Regions from separate parts of the Sus scrofa genome. Here regions 1 and 2 are each linked to region 3. A link is a contact called in public Hi-C and promoter capture Hi-C data. All regions are on one chromosome and are shown on one strand. Each heading gives the region's core, a stretch centred on a gene start, on an enhancer-like site or on the middle of the called end of the contact. The rest is flanking DNA. Distances are from core to core; before and after follow the strand shown. Region 1 holds the start of C8H4orf48 (neuropeptide-like protein C4orf48 homolog). Region 2 holds the start of NELFA (negative elongation factor A). Region 3 holds the start of TMEM129 (E3 ubiquitin-protein ligase TM129).

The links. Promoter capture Hi-C pulls out the DNA fragments that hold promoters and counts their contacts. A called contact is a pair of places that touch in the nucleus more often than the background predicts.
Region 1: a Hi-C map of omental adipose tissue shows a contact between it and region 3, with 2.0 times the contacts expected there. The contact joins the promoter of C8H4orf48 here to the promoter of TMEM129 in region 3. A contact is called at or near these places in 1 of 5 promoter capture datasets (fetal skeletal muscle), 9 of 47 Hi-C or Micro-C datasets (blood, brain, embryonic fibroblasts and 4 more) and 1 of 2 datasets of contacts at active chromatin or transcription factors (alveolar macrophages).
Region 2: a promoter capture Hi-C map of fetal liver shows a contact between it and region 3, with 6 times the contacts expected there. The contact joins the promoter of NELFA here to the promoter of TMEM129 in region 3. A contact is called at or near these places in 4 of 5 promoter capture datasets (fetal liver, fetal skeletal muscle and liver), 8 of 47 Hi-C or Micro-C datasets (blood, brain, embryonic fibroblasts and 3 more) and 2 of 2 datasets of contacts at active chromatin or transcription factors (alveolar macrophages and skeletal muscle).

The regions. Positions count from the first base shown.
Region 1 is chr8:1,053,834-1,056,533 of Sscrofa11.1, forward strand. It overlaps C8H4orf48 (neuropeptide-like protein C4orf48 homolog), which reads left to right and starts at 1,282. Exons shown (of 4, transcript XM_003128813.5): 1 at 1,282-2,574. The coding sequence starts at 2,502.
Region 2 is chr8:1,037,713-1,040,412 of Sscrofa11.1, forward strand. It overlaps NELFA (negative elongation factor A), which reads right to left and starts at 1,379. Exons shown (of 12, transcript XM_003128808.5): 1 at 1,072-1,379. The coding sequence starts at 1,281.
Region 3 is chr8:824,869-827,594 of Sscrofa11.1, forward strand. TMEM129 (E3 ubiquitin-protein ligase TM129) reads right to left here and starts at 1,365. Exons shown (of 4, transcript XM_003128802.4): 1 at 110-1,365. The coding sequence starts at 314. TACC3 (transforming acidic coiled-coil-containing protein 3) reads left to right here and starts at 565. Exons shown (of 16, transcript XM_003128804.5): 1 at 565-983; 2 at 2,688-2,726. The coding sequence starts at 2,689.

The sequences.
Region 1 (2,700 bases), core at 32-2,531, 230 kb after region 3:
GGGGGCGTGTGGACCCGGGCTTGGTGGCTCTGAGGGTGGGCACACAGTGTTTCCAAAAGGCCGCGGTGGGTTTGGTGGGCGTGTCTGCCGGGACAGAGGGAGGTGGGGAGGGGCCGGGGGCAGTTGCTGACTTTCGTCTTGGGGGGAGGAGGGCGCTCGGCGGAGGGTGAGATCGGGCTGACCTCCAGCTGCGCGCTCTCTCCCAGCGGAGACGGCCGGGGCGGGGCAGCTGGGCGTGGGCACATGGGCACCTGGAGCTCCGCGGCTGGTTTTCACAGCTGTGACTGGACAAAGTCACAAAGGACATGGCCCTGGGGAGGGTGTGAGTGAAGGACGGGCTAGCTGCGCCTGCGGGGGAGGAAGGGCGGGGTCCGGTCCTTGGGTCGCTAGGTGTGTCACGGCAGGGTGGGAGGTGAGCCGGACAGGTGAGGGCTTAGGAGAGAAAAATGGAGCAGCTGGACAGGGAGGAGAGGCCATGACGGGGGCAAGGGGCTCACCCGTGGGTTTTATTTGGACAAGAAAGAAGTCGCAGCCCGTTTGCTGAGGAAAAGGGCCTGTGGAGAAGGGAAATCCGTGCCCTGGGCAGCCAGAGGGAGGAGGAGGTAGGCTGGGGGGAGGGGACTGGCGCTGGCGCGGGAGGGGGGCGGAAAAGGAGGAGAGGCCCGGCCCTCGGGCCCCGGGCAGCGCTGAGGGTCCACCCTGCAGCCCCAGACGGTGGTGCAGCCCCCTTGGGAACCGGGCTTGGTCGCGCCGAGGATGCGGCCAGGGGCTCGAGGGTGCGCGGGCGGCGGTGGTCAGGAGGACCGTGGGATGCAGTGAGGCGGAGAGGATCCCGGAGCGCCAGGGAGGCGGGCGAAGGAAGGCTCCGACGGATAGGGCGCGGGAGGGCTCCGGGGCCGGTCGCTGGGCCTTCCGCCTCCCAGCCCAGCCGCCCGAGCTCTGCCCTGAGAGCGTGAGGGGAGGGCGCGGCGGGAGCCGCCCCCAGCTGGAGGCAGCCTGGACTGACGCGTGGGGGGGGGGAGCCTGAGCGTTCCGTCCTGGGCACCCCTGGCCTCGCTCAGCGGGTGAATGATCCAGTTACCACGAGCTGTGGTGTAGGTCACAGAGGAGGCTCTGATCCAGCATTGCTGTGCCTGTGACGGAGGGCGTCTACAGCTCCGATCTGACGCCTAGCCTGGGAACTTCCACATGCCGCTGGCGCGGCCCCCAAAAGACGACCAAAAAAAAAAAAAAAAAAAAAGGAAAGGAAAAAAAGAAAGAAAGAAAAAAAAAAGCCTGTGCTGGACGGCGTCCTTCGGGCGCACGTCCCAAGCGAGTGACCCCGCGGGGCGGCTGCGCAGGGCCGGCCGCCCCGCCCCACTCGGTGGCTGCGACCGCGAGACCCCGGCGCAGGGCTGCGGATGCAGAGCCAGGAAATGCGCACGTCCGGGATCGCGCCGCAGTCCCCCAGACCCCGCGCGTTTCCGGACGCCGCGGGATCCAGGCCCGGGCTGCAGCGCGAGCCTGCCCCTGAGCCCCACGGGGAGGAGAGAGAGGCGGTCACAGGGCACCACCCCCTCAGGCAGCAAACCCGCGAGGGGGCGACAACTGACTCAAGGCCCAGGTGTGGGACAGAGGACGTCTAGGCTCGACGCTGCACACCAGCAAGGGGCCGGGCGCTGCCCGGCGCTCTGGAACTCTGGCGTGGGCGCGGGCCTAGGCGCGTTCCCGGAAGGTCGCAGCCTCCGCAACAGGCTGGGCCTTGTTGAGGCCAAGTAGACGCCAAGTGGAGCCCATCCCTCTCAGCGGGACCGAGTCTGCCCCGCACGCGTGAGGCTGGCAAACCTGACGCCCGCGTGCATCGGGGTGCCCGTGGGGACCTCACTTGGCTCTTTGCCTCCAACACCCTTGTGCATCCGCGGAGGAGAAAAGGACACAGAGAGGCCAAGCGACCCCTCCGGGGTCGTGCAGCAGGGTGGGCTATGCGGCAAATAGGTGTTAGGGCACAGAGAGACGAGAGGGACCTGCAAGGCCGCCGGGCTTCTCCCCTGCCCCTCTCGCCAGAGTGAGGAGCGGAGAAAGGGGAACCCCACGGGCCCACCTGCCTGGGGCGCTCCTGGCCGCAGCCTCTCCCGGCCCCAGTCCCTCCCGACTGGACTCCACCGGCCTAGGAGCAGAGGCCCCGCCTTTGCATTCACTGGCCCTCAGTCCCCGGCATGCATCGAGCCACTCCCTGGGATCAGCTCAGGGACACCCCAAGGCTAAGGATCGCCAAGCTCCAGCGGCAGATTTCCCGCTTCCTCGGCTTTGCTCCCGCCGCCGGCGGCTCTGGAGGTGCTGTCCACGCGCCGCCTCCTATGGGCGGCCCTCCCGACTCCATCGCCTGCGGGCTTGACGGTGCTTCAGGCGCAGACCCGGGCCGGGGCCGAGGAACCGGGACAGGGAGCCGCCTGGGTCCCTTTAAACTAGCGGTTCGCGCAGTCCCCGGGTTTCCATGACGACGGCGGGCGGGGTCCGGGCGCATGCGCGTGCGCGCCGGACGCAGCGCGTCTTCCCGAGTCGCCCGCTCTGCTGTCGCGGGGTCCCCGAACCGCGGTAAGGGCGGGGTGGGGGTTCTCCGGGCTCCGGCGGCGGGAGAGGGAGGGAGTCGCTGGGCCTGGGGGGCGTGGCGGGGGTGGAGGGGCCCCGATGTGGCGGGGCGTCGCGAGACCCGGTGGGCGG
Region 2 (2,700 bases), core at 129-2,628, 210 kb after region 3:
GGCTGCAGCTCCGACGGGACCCCTGGCCTGGGAGCCTCCATGTGCCGCAGGTGCAGCCCTAAAAAAAGAAAAAAAGACTGCTCTTCAAAACGTATGTGTTAACTTGTACTTATTTTGGCCGCACCCCCTGGAGTGCGGACGTTGAGGGGCCAGGGGTTTAACCCTCGCCTCAGCAGGGACCCGAGCCGCCGAAGTGACAGAGGATCCTCCGTCCTTCGAGCCACAGAGAAGCCCCCCAAAATCTGTTTTTTCACAAGGGAGTCCCCATCATGGCTCAGCGGTTAACGAATGCGACGAGGGCCGTGAGGCTGCGGGTCAGTCCGGCCTCGCTCGGCGGGTTAGGGTCCGGTGGTGCCGGAGCCGTGGGGGGTCGCGTTGCAGCGGCCGCGGTGCAGGCCGGAGGCTGAGCTCCGATTAGACCCCTGGCCTGGGAACCTCCACCTGCTGCGGGTGCGGCCCTCAAAGACAAAACAAAATAAATATCGTAAAACTCCGCCAAAGCAGTGGAACGCATGCCCTCGGGCGTAAACAAAAACGAACGAAAAAGGGACAAACAAGTCACAAGAACCCCGAAGAAGGAAGAACCCCAGGAAGCGACGCCCGACCACACGGTCCTCGGAGAACCGACGGGGGCGGCCCCGCCGCCAAAGGAACGGGCGCGCCCACCCGCCCACGCAGGACACGCCGCGCTCGACGCCCCGCTCGCGGGTCCGACCCGGGAAGCGCTCCGCCACCGACGCCCCGCCGGGAACGGCCCGAGGCTGCGGCGAAGGGCGCGTTGGCCGCTCGGGGGGCGACGGCAGCCTCGACCCTCCGCGCAAACGCGATGAATTCGCCGAGACGGGAAAGGGCCGGACGGCAAGGGCGCCAGACCCGCGCCCTCGGCGGCACGAGCGCGCGGCGGGCAGCGGCGGCCGGCGGGGCCCCGAGGGGAAGCGGCGGCCGAGCCCCGGCCCGCGCGCCCGGCCCGCCCCGCGCGCCCGGCCCGGCCCGGCCCGGCCCGCCGCGCTCGCTGGGCCCGGGGCGGCCGGGGTCCCAGGGGCCCGGAGGGTGCCCCGCCGCCCGCCTCACCTCGTCCACCGTGCGGCGCGGGAGGTGCAGCGTCCCAAGCAGCAGCTTGAGCTTCACGGCCGACGAGAGGCCGTGGAAGCAGAGGCGGATGTTGTCGATGACCGCGGCCGTGAGCAGGGACGCGATGCTGGGCGGCGCCCACAGCTCGTCCGTGGCCCCCAGCTTGTTGTGCAGCCACAGGCCCGTGTCGCTCTCCCGCATGGACGCCATCTTGGGGGGAAAAAAGCCGGGCGCCGCCGAGCCGGCATCTTATGAGGACACCTACGCGCTCGCTACGAGGACCCCCAACATGGCGGCGCCCGCCCGGCGAGCCGCGTGACGTGACGGCGGGGCGGGGCCTCGGCGAGACGCTTCGTGGCGGCGCCGGGGGGGGGGGGCGCACCGGCCGCCGTAACGCAACATGGCGGCGCCCGCGGCCGGCTCTGGACGGCCTCGGAAGATGACGTCACGGGGCGGGCGACCCCCAGGGCTGGCGCTCGAAGGCGCCGGTCCGCGCCGGTTGGCCAGGGCACCCGCCTCCGCCGCTCCGGACCGGCGCTTGCGCGTGGTGGCCGCGCAGGCCGGGGGAAGCCGTGGCCTGGGTCCCGCGGCGGTCAGGAGGCAGGCCCCGGTCGGCTTGTCCTCCGCGGGGCCCCAGAGGCGGGGGCCTGCGCCACTAGGAGCGCCGAGGTCGCGGTCAGGAGGCCGCCTAGGGGATCCTGCGCGAAGAGCCAGCGGGAGGCAGCTCTCGCGGTCCCCCGGCAGACCCCCACCCCGTGCCGCGCGCTGGCCCGGGCGCCGGGGGTGCAGAGCGAGGCCTTGCGGGGCCCGCGACGCGAGGAAGTGGCAGACGCTGACGGGTGCGCGCTTACTTCTAGGAAACCTACGTGTCGTAAAGGTCTTGGACTTCAGTGTCGGTGATTCCGGGACAGTTCTGTGTTGGTTAAACGAAACTTGTTTTCATCATCAAAAATTAATCCTAGGGAGTAATGAACGTAGACAAAAGTAAACAAATGGGACCTAGTTAAACGTTTCGCCCAGCAAAGGAAACCGTAAACAAAAAGCGCACAGAATGGGAGAAAATATTCGCAGCTTAAGCAACGGACAGGGGATTACTCTGCAAAACATACAAGCATCTCCTGCAGCTCAGTATCCAACCAACAACTCAATCAAAAAGTGGGCAGCGGATCTAAACACATTTTCCCAAAGACACACAAGGGCCAAAAACACATGAAAAGATGTTCAGCATCACTCATGATTAGAGAAATGCACATCAAAACCACGATGAGGCACCACCTTACACCAGCCAGAATGGCTATCATCACAAAGTCTGCAAAGGAGTTCCCGTCGTGGCGCAGTGGTTAACGAATCCGACTAGGAACCATGAGGTTGCAGGTTCGGTCCCTGCCCTTGCTCAGTGGGTTAACGATCCGGCGTTGCCGTGAGCTGTGGTGTAGGTTGCAGACGCGGCTCGGATCCTGCGTTGCTGTGGCTCTGGCGTAGGCCGGTGGCTACAGCTCCGATTCAACCCCTAGCCTGGGAACCTCCATATGCCGCGGGAGCGGCAAGAAATAGCAACAACAACAACAACAAAAGACCAAAAGACAAAAAAAAAAAAAAAAAAAAAAAAAGTCTACAAACGATAAGTGC
Region 3 (2,726 bases), core at 115-2,614:
CTCTGCGGCCCGCGCGCGCTCCCCCGTCTCTTCCCCCCTGGGGTCCGGGAGATGGGCCTCCAGCGCCCCCCCCCCGCCCCCAGCTCCGCCGCGCGCCCCGCGAGCTCACCGAGCGGCAGCAGCGAGTGGCACAGCAGCGTGGCGGCCGTGCGGCGCAGGTGGTAGGGCACGAAGGCGGCGTCCTCGCTGCCCAGCCAGCCCGACAGCAGGTTCTGCACCGTGAGCCCGGCCGAGTGGAACTCGGTGGGGGTGAACACGAAGCATACGGCGAACACCAGGTAGGCCAGCGTGAAGGTGACCTCGGGGCTGTCCATCGCGCCGCCGTAGCCGCCGGGAAGCCGTCCGGGCGAGGCCCCCCGCCCCGGGGCGCAAAACAGGCCTCAGCGTCCGCGTCCGGTAGGCGCCGGGGCCGCGCGGGGCGCCCTGGGACGTGTAGTCCCCACCCTCAGGCCGCTCGCGGGGCGCTCTGGGAAATGAAGTTCCAGGACCCCGCTCGCGGCCAGACGTCCTGAGCCGCCGCGGCAGTCCTCGCGAGGGTTTGGAGCCTCCCCACGACCCGCCCTGAGGGCGGCGCTGAACTTGGCTCCATTCCACAGCTGGGAATACAGACTCGGGCGAGCAGCTCTCAGGCCCTGGGCCTTTCCGCGCAGCCCAGGCGCGTCTGCGCAGAGCCCGAGATTCCTGGGCGACGGCGGGCCCCGCACTCACCGCCCGCTCTCGAGCCGCGTTTCACCTTCGTCTGCTGGACGAGCCTGGGCTACCGAGAATTCCAGGGGCCGCCCTGCCTAGCGTGCCGCCTCGCCCGGAAGCGGAAGCCGCCTCTTGGGCGCAGCCTCCCATTGGCCTTCGACGCCCTGTGTCCCGCCCCGGCCACGCGCTGATTGGCCGTACGCGCCAACCGTCGATATTTGAATCGGCGGCGGGCAGCCGGGCTCCCGGACACGGCGCCTCCCGCTCCTTCGGTTCCGCGCAGCGGCCGGCAGGTAAGACGGCGACCGGGTCCGGGCTCGGGGCTCCGTTCCTGCCTCTTCTGGCCTGTCCTCGGGCCTTAGCCTGTCGCAGTGGCGGCCTGGACACGGATCTCTGACTCCTCCCGCGGCGCCGCGGTGCCCACAGTCGGCTCTCCTCGCCCCCCCCACCTCGGGGCGCCCCCTTCCCCGGGGTCCCATCTCGCCCGCACTCATCCAGCCGGCCCGGCCGCAGCTGGCAGCGGAGCCGGTGGGCTCTCGGCCCTGCCTCCCGAGGACGCCTAGTGGCCCCTATATCGCCCTCCACGAGGACCCTCCGGCCGGTCGCACCGGTCTTCCCTCTCCCCGGTGACCTCGCCCAGCCCCCGGCCCCCTGTGGCGGTGACCCGCACTGGCACTCCGCCCCTGACCAGCCTCCGCCTTGCTGCCCGGCCCCTCCTCCCGGCGCAGCCCCACCTGTGAGTCATCACCGACCCCGCGGCACCTGCAGCAGAAACCTGGGCTCCAGCGCTGATTCTCAAGAGCCTGCCGGCAGGCCCTCGACGCCAGTCCTCCTCCGCGCTGGCCTCGCCCCTTCTGCTCAGGAGCCGCCTCCCTGGCCCCCCGTCATTAGTAGGAGCCAAACCCGTAGAGGCTGCCATTGTCGCACCCCCACCTTCCCCAGGTGAAGGGATCCCACAGAAAGGGTGCTCTAAGTCTCCCTCCTGTGGCCCAGGGCCCTCCGGCCCCTCCCCGTTTCACCCCGTCCCCCAGGCCAAACCCAGTAGTCCCCCTTGACTTAGGCTTCCCTTTCCCACCTCCCCACGCCGCGTGTGGGCCTGCTGGCCAAGCCAGGGCTGACCGCTCCCCCCTGGCCACAGACAAGAGCCTCTGGCTCCCTGCTTCCCTCCTCCCGCTCCCTGCTCCACACGCAGCACCCAACCCCACACCCTCCAGGCGGCTCATCCCCCTGACCTCACCTCGTTCCAGGGCACCCGTGTTCCTTAGGCCCCAGCCGTTTTGCTCTTGCAGCTGAGGTCCCCGGGGCCCCCACCCCCAGCAGGTACCTGTGCTGCCCAGTTTTCTGGTGACTCCTAAGTTGGGAATGCCGGGTAGGTGACCATGATGAATTTGGGAAGGAGGAGTAGGACTATTCTAGAACCTCGTGGACCCGACCGGAGGCCCCTGGTGTGTTTCTAGTCTCCAGACCCTGGTGTAGAAGCACCTCAACTCCCCACAGGTGATCCTGCACGTGCCGCTTGTTACCATCCCTGCTCCTCCTCTGAGCCTTGGCCCTCCTGGCGCCCCCGTCGGTGGGCAGAGAGCCAGCTGCCCTGCCCTTCTGCTTTTCTGCCCTCCTCCATCTCGGCTGCCTGCTCCAGCCCCAGTGCCAAGGCCTCTGCCAGTTTTGTCACAGATCAGCCCTTATCTGTCTCCCAACTTTTACCCACAAAGTTCCAGTTATTTCGAGGACCTGTTCTTCCTTCTTGCCCTGTGGGCTGAGAGCCCTCCTAGCTCTTTCTCCCGGGAGGGGCAGCTCCCCCCAGAACGGGATAAGGACACGCTCTGGCAGAGGACATGCTGCCTGCGGTGTCTCACACACACACACACACGCCCGTGCAGGAAGGGGACGTCCACCCTGCGGCACCGTGGGGTCAGCTCGCTTGTCTTCACATATGTGCGTCTAGACAACAGGGTGTCCCCGCCCTCCTCTTGACTCACAACTCTCTGCTTTCCCAGAATGAGTCTGCACGTCTTCAGTGATGAAAATGTCACTGG